2 separate regions of the Mus musculus genome follow, and region 1 is linked to region 2. The links are chromatin contacts, called in public HiChIP or PLAC-seq maps. All regions are on one chromosome and are shown on one strand. The core of a region is the stretch at or near the end of the contact, and the rest is flanking DNA. Distances in the headings are between cores, read along the strand shown. Region 1 holds the start of Sh3rf3 (SH3 domain containing ring finger 3). Region 2 overlaps Edar (ectodysplasin-A receptor).

Region 1 (3,240 bases), core at 720-3,219, 210 kb before region 2:
CCCAGTACAGGGGAACGCCAGGGCCAAAAAGGGGGAGTGGGTGGGTAGGGGAGTGGGGGTGGGTGGGTATGGGGGACTTTTGGTATAGCATTGGAAATGTAAATGAGCTAAATACCTAATTAAAAATGGAAAAGGAAAAAAAAAGAAAAGTTTCTGAACTTCCAATGAAGCAAATGGCTAGATTTAATCACAATTAAAAGCCAAATTTCAATTTTGATCCTTCAGTGACCATCCTAAGAAGGCATGCATACTCCTTGCATGTCTTTGCCGACCCTCTCTTCCTGATCCATAGAAAACTCAAATTCAGCCATCCACAAAACGTCCTCCAGCAAAAACAGAAGTCGTGAAGTCTATATAATGCGGCCGTGCTAAATCTAATAACGAAAATTAAAAACAACTGTCCACCTGGGAAAGCAACCCTGCTTAAGAGCCCACAAGCAAAGCTTGACTAGAGAGTGCCAAGCCTAAGAGTAAGACAGAGTAAGTGTTCCTGAAGATTTTAGGCGAAGTCCTTCTTTCTGGGGCAGCTGTAGTTACTCTCCGGGCAATGTCTGCCACTTTGCCCTCTCCCCTGTCCTCCACGGCTAAGCAGCAAGAGACTGCTAACTCCCGGTCAGCGATCAGAACCAGTGAACCATTAAGCAATAAGTCCCCAATTGGTGGTCTGAGAGGGAAGAGCAGGACTGAGGAGGTGTGGCAAAAGATGGTTGTTTCTGGAGAATTGGAGGGGTGATCAAAGTTAAAGATAGATGAGTGGATGGATGTATGGATCAACAGACAGACATACAGGACCGGCCAGCCTAGTCAAAATGGAAGTGGTAGAGAACGGCAGGACAGATGGCATGTCCACCTAATGAGAGGATGGGTTCTGCCTCACATATGAACAGGTTTGGGGGAGAAGATGTAAGGACTGAGCTTGGAAAGCGACTTAAGGTGCCCACAAGAAGTTTGAAGTAAGGATGTGGGGCAGAGGAATGTATGTGATGGGATGTAGTCAAGAACTGGTAAAGTAGGAACTGACAGCTAGGCAGAGTCCCTGGGAAACAGAGAAGTTGTTAAAGAAGAATAAAACAAACGAGTGGGCCACGGGGATCCACGGCTAGTCCCTCTACTTCTAATCACAAACTACTTGCACATACACGTGCGGACAAGCTTACACATTCCCACACAGTGGCGCCATGTCACTGGGATACATTCTTACCTTAGCCACTGGCACACTCCTATTAGTCGCCACGTCGCACAAACTGGAGGTAGAGCTGCCTGCGGCCGCTGAGAGAAAGACCGGAGAACACGGGGGACTGCCTGTCGCCCCTCCAGCGCCACCAGCGAGCGCTGAGAACGTACCGGGGCCCGGGCGCGCGGGAGGGCTGCTCCCCGGGCTGGCACCCGTGCGGGGCCTCTGGCGGATGCCATCCAGCAGGCGCACTAGCAGTATGTTGGCGGGCAGCTCGTCCACACCGCAGCCCACCAGGATGCGGCACTCGGGACAACGTAGTTCGTGGCGCGAGCACACGATGCTCTCCAGACAGCGTCGGCAGAAGGTGTGCTGGCATGGCAACACCTTGGCCGTAGTGTCCAGGCGCTCCAGGCACACAGAGCATTCCAGCAAATCCAGCAGCGATGATTCGTCCATATCCTCTTCAGTCCTCGCCTGGGCCCCCCTCTGCTGCTCACCCTGCCTGTCCTCGCCCTCGCCCCGAGCTGCGGTGGCCGCCGCCTTGGACGCGCACAGCCAGGACGCCCCAAGCAGCATGGGGGAGGCGCCAGCGCGGGCCCAGCGAGCCGCCTAAGTCTAGCAGCCAGAGCCCGGCCCGCCGAGGAGAGCGGGCATTTGCGCCTAGCCCGGGCAGTCGCCGTCAATAAACAGGGTTCGGTCCCCGCGCGGCGCGTGCTGACAGCCCGAGGCACTAGCCTCCACGATTTGCAAAGTGACACGCCGAGCCTGCCCGCGAGGCAGGCACCGGAGTTCCGGAGCCCCGAGGCAACTCCAGCCAGCCGAGCCCAATCAGCCTACGCGCGCGCACCGCCGCTGCGGGCAACACCTGTGCTGCCGCGCCGCCCGCGCCCGGGAGCCCAGCAGCGGGGAGTGCAGGGAGAGGCCGGCCAGGTCCCCAGGGAGACCGGGGCGCGGCGTGCACGCTCCCCCGCGCCGCAGGCGAGCCGCACCGCCCCCCTCGGCGCCTCCATGCGCCCTCGGGCTGCCAGAGCACCGCCGCCTTGCTCAACTAGCTCAGCCGGATCTCGTCCCTGGGTCGCGGGACCATGTGCGGGGGACGCGCAGAGGTCACAGTCACTGCGGGGGTGTTGGGAAACGGACACCTCTCCTGCCTTGGAGCTTCTCCCTTTAGGCCACCTCCGGGGCTCCGGAGAACTTCCCCTGCGCAGGCTTGGCCCTGTCCCCTCTGGACGCCAGACTCTGGATTCTCCGCGAGCTTCAGGAAGGGACGTTTCTTCTCAACGCCTCCGCGAAGGAAAGTTTGGGAGCATCATCCCGACTGCTTTCTTAGCCAGCGCTGGAGAGCAGCCGGAGGACGCATCAGACACCCAGGCATCCTTCTGGACGACTCCAGGGAGCACTCTTGCTTGTGTCCCCTCTCCTGCCAGCATGCCCAAGTGACAGCTGTGGGTATAGGTGCGGGGGTGTCCCTTGAGGCGAGAAGGGAAGTCGCTGGAGATGGCCGGGTCGGGGGCTGCCGGGGCCGCGACTACTCCTTCGGGAAGCCGGCTGCCCTCTCCAGAATCACTGATGTGTGACTGACGCCGCCGCCCACGCGCCAGCACACCCTGGCCGAGCGCCGCGCCCCTGGCGGCGCGGTGAAAGACTCCAGCGCCCGCTCTGGTGAGCTCTGATGAACCCAGCTCCAAATATTCCTCGGGAGGCTCAAAAGAGGGGGAATGTGCGCTCCTTCCCGATGCCCGGGGTTCTGGGAGCGTCAGAGCGACGGAAGTACGTACGAGGACCTGGAGCAGCAGGGAAGTTTGGCGGTGGGCTGCGGTCGGTGTACAAGATTTCTTACCGTGTGCTGCCCCCTGGTGGGCCCCTCGTGTTCCCAACGCTCTCGAGCCCCGCACAGGCAAAGGTCCAGAAAGCTGGATGATGCACAGCTGGGAGATGCCAGGGCAAGCATCCAAAGTGGTGTGGATGCCCCTCCTGCCGGTTGGGCTGCCCTGTTGTTTGTGAAGCTGAATGTCACTTTTCTTCGTTTTTAGGGAGAAAAAAATTTTGCTGATACTTAAATG
Region 2 (3,101 bases), core at 556-3,055:
AGCATCCCAGAGCTGCTCACAAAGTTGGTGCAGATCGAGCGGCTGGATGCTGTGGAGTCCTTGTGTGCAGACATATTGGAGTGGGCTGGGGTTGTACCACCTGCCTCCCCACCCCCAGCTGCGTCCTGAAGAGTTGTCTTGGACTGTCTTCCCTGGGACCAGCTGGGGATCCAATGAAGTCACGACCGACAGCTGTGAGTGATGCTATCAGACTGCCAAAACTCAAGGCATTTCCTGGTGGGTCACTGTATTCCTTAGGCTGCCCTAAGTAGTTCATTGAGCACTCAAATGAACCAAACCATGTGGGAAGGACACAGGTGAAGAATCTGATCCTGTCTTTTAAGGAGGCACTTAGTGAGAGATGGGAGCATGGTATAGACCGTGTTACCAAAACATCACCTAGGCAAATGAAGGGATGCTTTTTTAAAAAGTAGCAAAAGTTATAAGGGTGATAGAGTCTCAAGGGGTTGAAAGTGGGAACATCCTAATGAAGAAAATAACTTCAAGGTTTTAGTAAAACGGTTACAAAGTACAGGCATCCCACATCCTTCATGGCCTCAGACAGAGCATGGTTTGCTGGCATGCCCTATGGTTTCAGAGGTAACTCGACCTGTGTTTGCAGTCACACACCATGGTATAAGCCTTGCAGTCACTAGTGGAAGAACTCACCATGTGTCACTGACATACAAGGCGTGTGTCTGTCCAGTCACAAGTGTGGGCAGATCTGGCCTCCAGCACCACTCGCAGCCACAGCAGTTACAATGTCAGGCTTGTCTTGCTTCAAAGGGACGTGCGTCCTATCTAGAGAAGGAAATGGTGACTTGCTCAGAGTTTGACCATGCCTGATTCCTGGGTGAGGCTCGAGTGAGTTCAGGCACAACATCCTGAGCCAGTGAGGGGTGGTGCAGCCCGAGACGCAGTACAGAGCTGGGGTCTGAGGTCCTGGGCACTGGGAGAGTCATTCAAAGTGTCTGTCTCCTCCAGACTTAGCTTCTCTTAGCTGAGAGAGGTTGGTCTTCACATCTGTAGTCAGGAATGTTGAGGCTCCAGTGAGCGAAAGGGTGAGTGAAAGAACACGGAGGCAGAAGAGAAGAGGCCAGAGGAGCCTCCATGGGGTAAATACAGTGTGGGTGGCCACAAAAAATGAGAGTCAAGGGAAACGCAGCCGCCATTCTCATATAAGGGCAACTGTAGGACTGAGCGTTTACAGGGCTTATAAACAGCCATTGCTCTTGGCATATTCTCTTACTGCACCTGTAACTGCCAGGAAATGGGAGCCAAGGAAACTTCCCCGGCAGGGGGTTAATGCCAAGCTGGCTGCTGGGCTCCCTCCCAGAGCGCTGACTGCAGAGAATGCTTCCTTTCAGTAAAGCCTCTGGTTTAGAAGGCGGTTGGGTTTTTTTGTTTTACAAGGCCTATGACTGAACAAAGGCTTTGGAGAGCAATCAGTGGTGTGTTTAAAACCATCAAGCCATTTCCCACCACTGAATATAGACCATACTGTGAGAGGACCATAATTAGGTCCTGAATTTTTAATATGATCATTTTCCTGTGTCTGTCTGTGCAGTGTTTTTTTTTTTTTTTTTAAAGAAGGCATTTACTCCATTTTGCAAGTTAAATGTCTGCTTAATTGTCCTTTTAATTCCTGAGACCCTGCAGTGTCCCTTACCCCTGGTCTTCCATAATGACGCTGCGATTCCCCTTAATTAGACTTGTAAATGTCATGCGTGATGAGTGAGCAGGTCGAGGACAGCAGGCTCTTCTCCAACTGTCATTGTGCTGAAGAATGGGCAGCTGCAGCCAGCGGTGTGGGCTGCCCTCCATTCACACTACTAGGTTTCAAGGCCTGAGGCAGCCAGCATCCTTGTTGTTTCCTTGACTCCCTGCTTGCTGCTTTAGGGGAGCCAGTCCCTTGTCATTTACTTTACATGGCAATAAATCCTGGAAGGGTTGGTTGGCTTCAGTGTGCTTTGCCAACCAACAAGACCACAGTGACTCTTGCTGACCAATGCTGGAACTCCACGCTGCCATGTTTGTCTGGAGACTGTTATTATTTTTTCAGTACTTAAAGGTATTTAGTAAACACCCAAGCTAGGTCTGAGGGCCTGAGCCAGTGAAGTCTTAATTGTGAATATTTTATATAATTCTGTTTATGTAACTTATTATATTTTTATAAGCTCAATAAACATATTGATAAAAAGGAGACCTACAGACTGGCGCCCTGTGAACTCTTATGAGTGTGGCAGTATGAGTGGAAGTGAATGAATGTCACTGGTTGATGTACTGTGTATGATGAGACTATGGGGTTGTGGCCATCCATAAATGAGGTAGGTAACATGTTAAAGCAGGGAGGTATTCGCTAACAGGGGCAGACATGTATGGGGAACATGAAGACCACATGGGGCACTCTTTTCCACCTTGCCACCATCAGTTACAAACTCACTCTGTCGCTGTCCCAAATTCAGTGTCTTGGAGCACAGTCACTTCTCAGTCTAGCTTTGGAGTCAGTAAGGGCCAGTGGGGTCAGCTTGCCCAGACTGTGACCAGGCCTCTGCCTGCTGGACAACCTCGAGAAGGGCAGCTCTGCTCCATCATCCTTCATCCTCTCCATCGTCCTTCATCCTCTCCATCATCTTTCATCTTCATCCTCTTCCACAAAGCAGCCGAAGAGCCTGAGCTGGCATGAAGCTCATCATGGCAAGCCCAGAAGCCGAGAGCAGGATGAAGGCTATCTGAAGCCTTGGCCTCAGAACTGGCTTCCTGTCATTTCTGGCTTATCCTACTGGCAAAGCAAATCAATTGTCCAGACCCAGAGACAAGAGTAAGAAAGGAGAGACTACCCCCAGTGCAGGAGGAGGGACAGAATAACAAAGAGCATGGGAAGTAAGACTGTGTTGATTGGCCACCAACGCAGAACAGCCACAGTTGAGCTGTAGACATCCTCTGGGTACTCAGAGTTGGAGAATGGCTCAGTGTAAAGGTACAAAACTGGTCTGGGGTCTGAATGCTCCAGAATATCAGGATTTTTTGTTTCCCTTAATGGCATTAAGTTCTAAAATCCTTGTGTGAAGGTAAGAAGGTTATAAAGGGAAGAGATGGTT

Evidence for each region. HiChIP or PLAC-seq counts read pairs in DNA pulled down with a chosen protein or histone mark.
Region 1: an H3K27ac HiChIP or PLAC-seq map of stem cell-derived neural progenitor cells shows a contact between it and region 2, with 4 times the contacts expected there. The contact joins the promoter of Sh3rf3 here to the enhancer-like site in region 2. A contact is called at or near these places in 2 of 39 promoter capture datasets (the 3T3-L1 cell line and the SN4741 cell line), 1 of 15 datasets of contacts at CTCF or cohesin (the NIH/3T3 cell line), 1 of 484 Hi-C or Micro-C datasets (stem cell-derived neural progenitor cells) and 1 of 115 datasets of contacts at active chromatin or transcription factors (stem cell-derived neural progenitor cells).

Annotation. Positions count from the first base shown.
Region 1 is chr10:58,812,088-58,815,327 of GRCm38.p6, reverse strand. It overlaps Sh3rf3 (SH3 domain containing ring finger 3), which reads right to left and starts at 1,969. Exons shown (of 10, transcript NM_172788.3): 1 at 1,202-1,969. The coding sequence starts at 1,753.
Region 2 is chr10:58,599,890-58,602,990 of GRCm38.p6, reverse strand. It overlaps Edar (ectodysplasin-A receptor), which reads left to right. Exons shown (of 12, transcript NM_010100.3): 12 at 1-2,203. The coding sequence ends at 129. Among named protein-coding and RNA genes, the nearest start is that of Edar, 74 kb to the left of the region's middle. Within about 2 kb of position 1,805, at least 72 of the 459 cell types and tissues checked have an H3K27ac peak or open chromatin away from gene starts, as enhancers often do. A contact at or near this core is called in stem cell-derived neural progenitor cells, where this site is marked.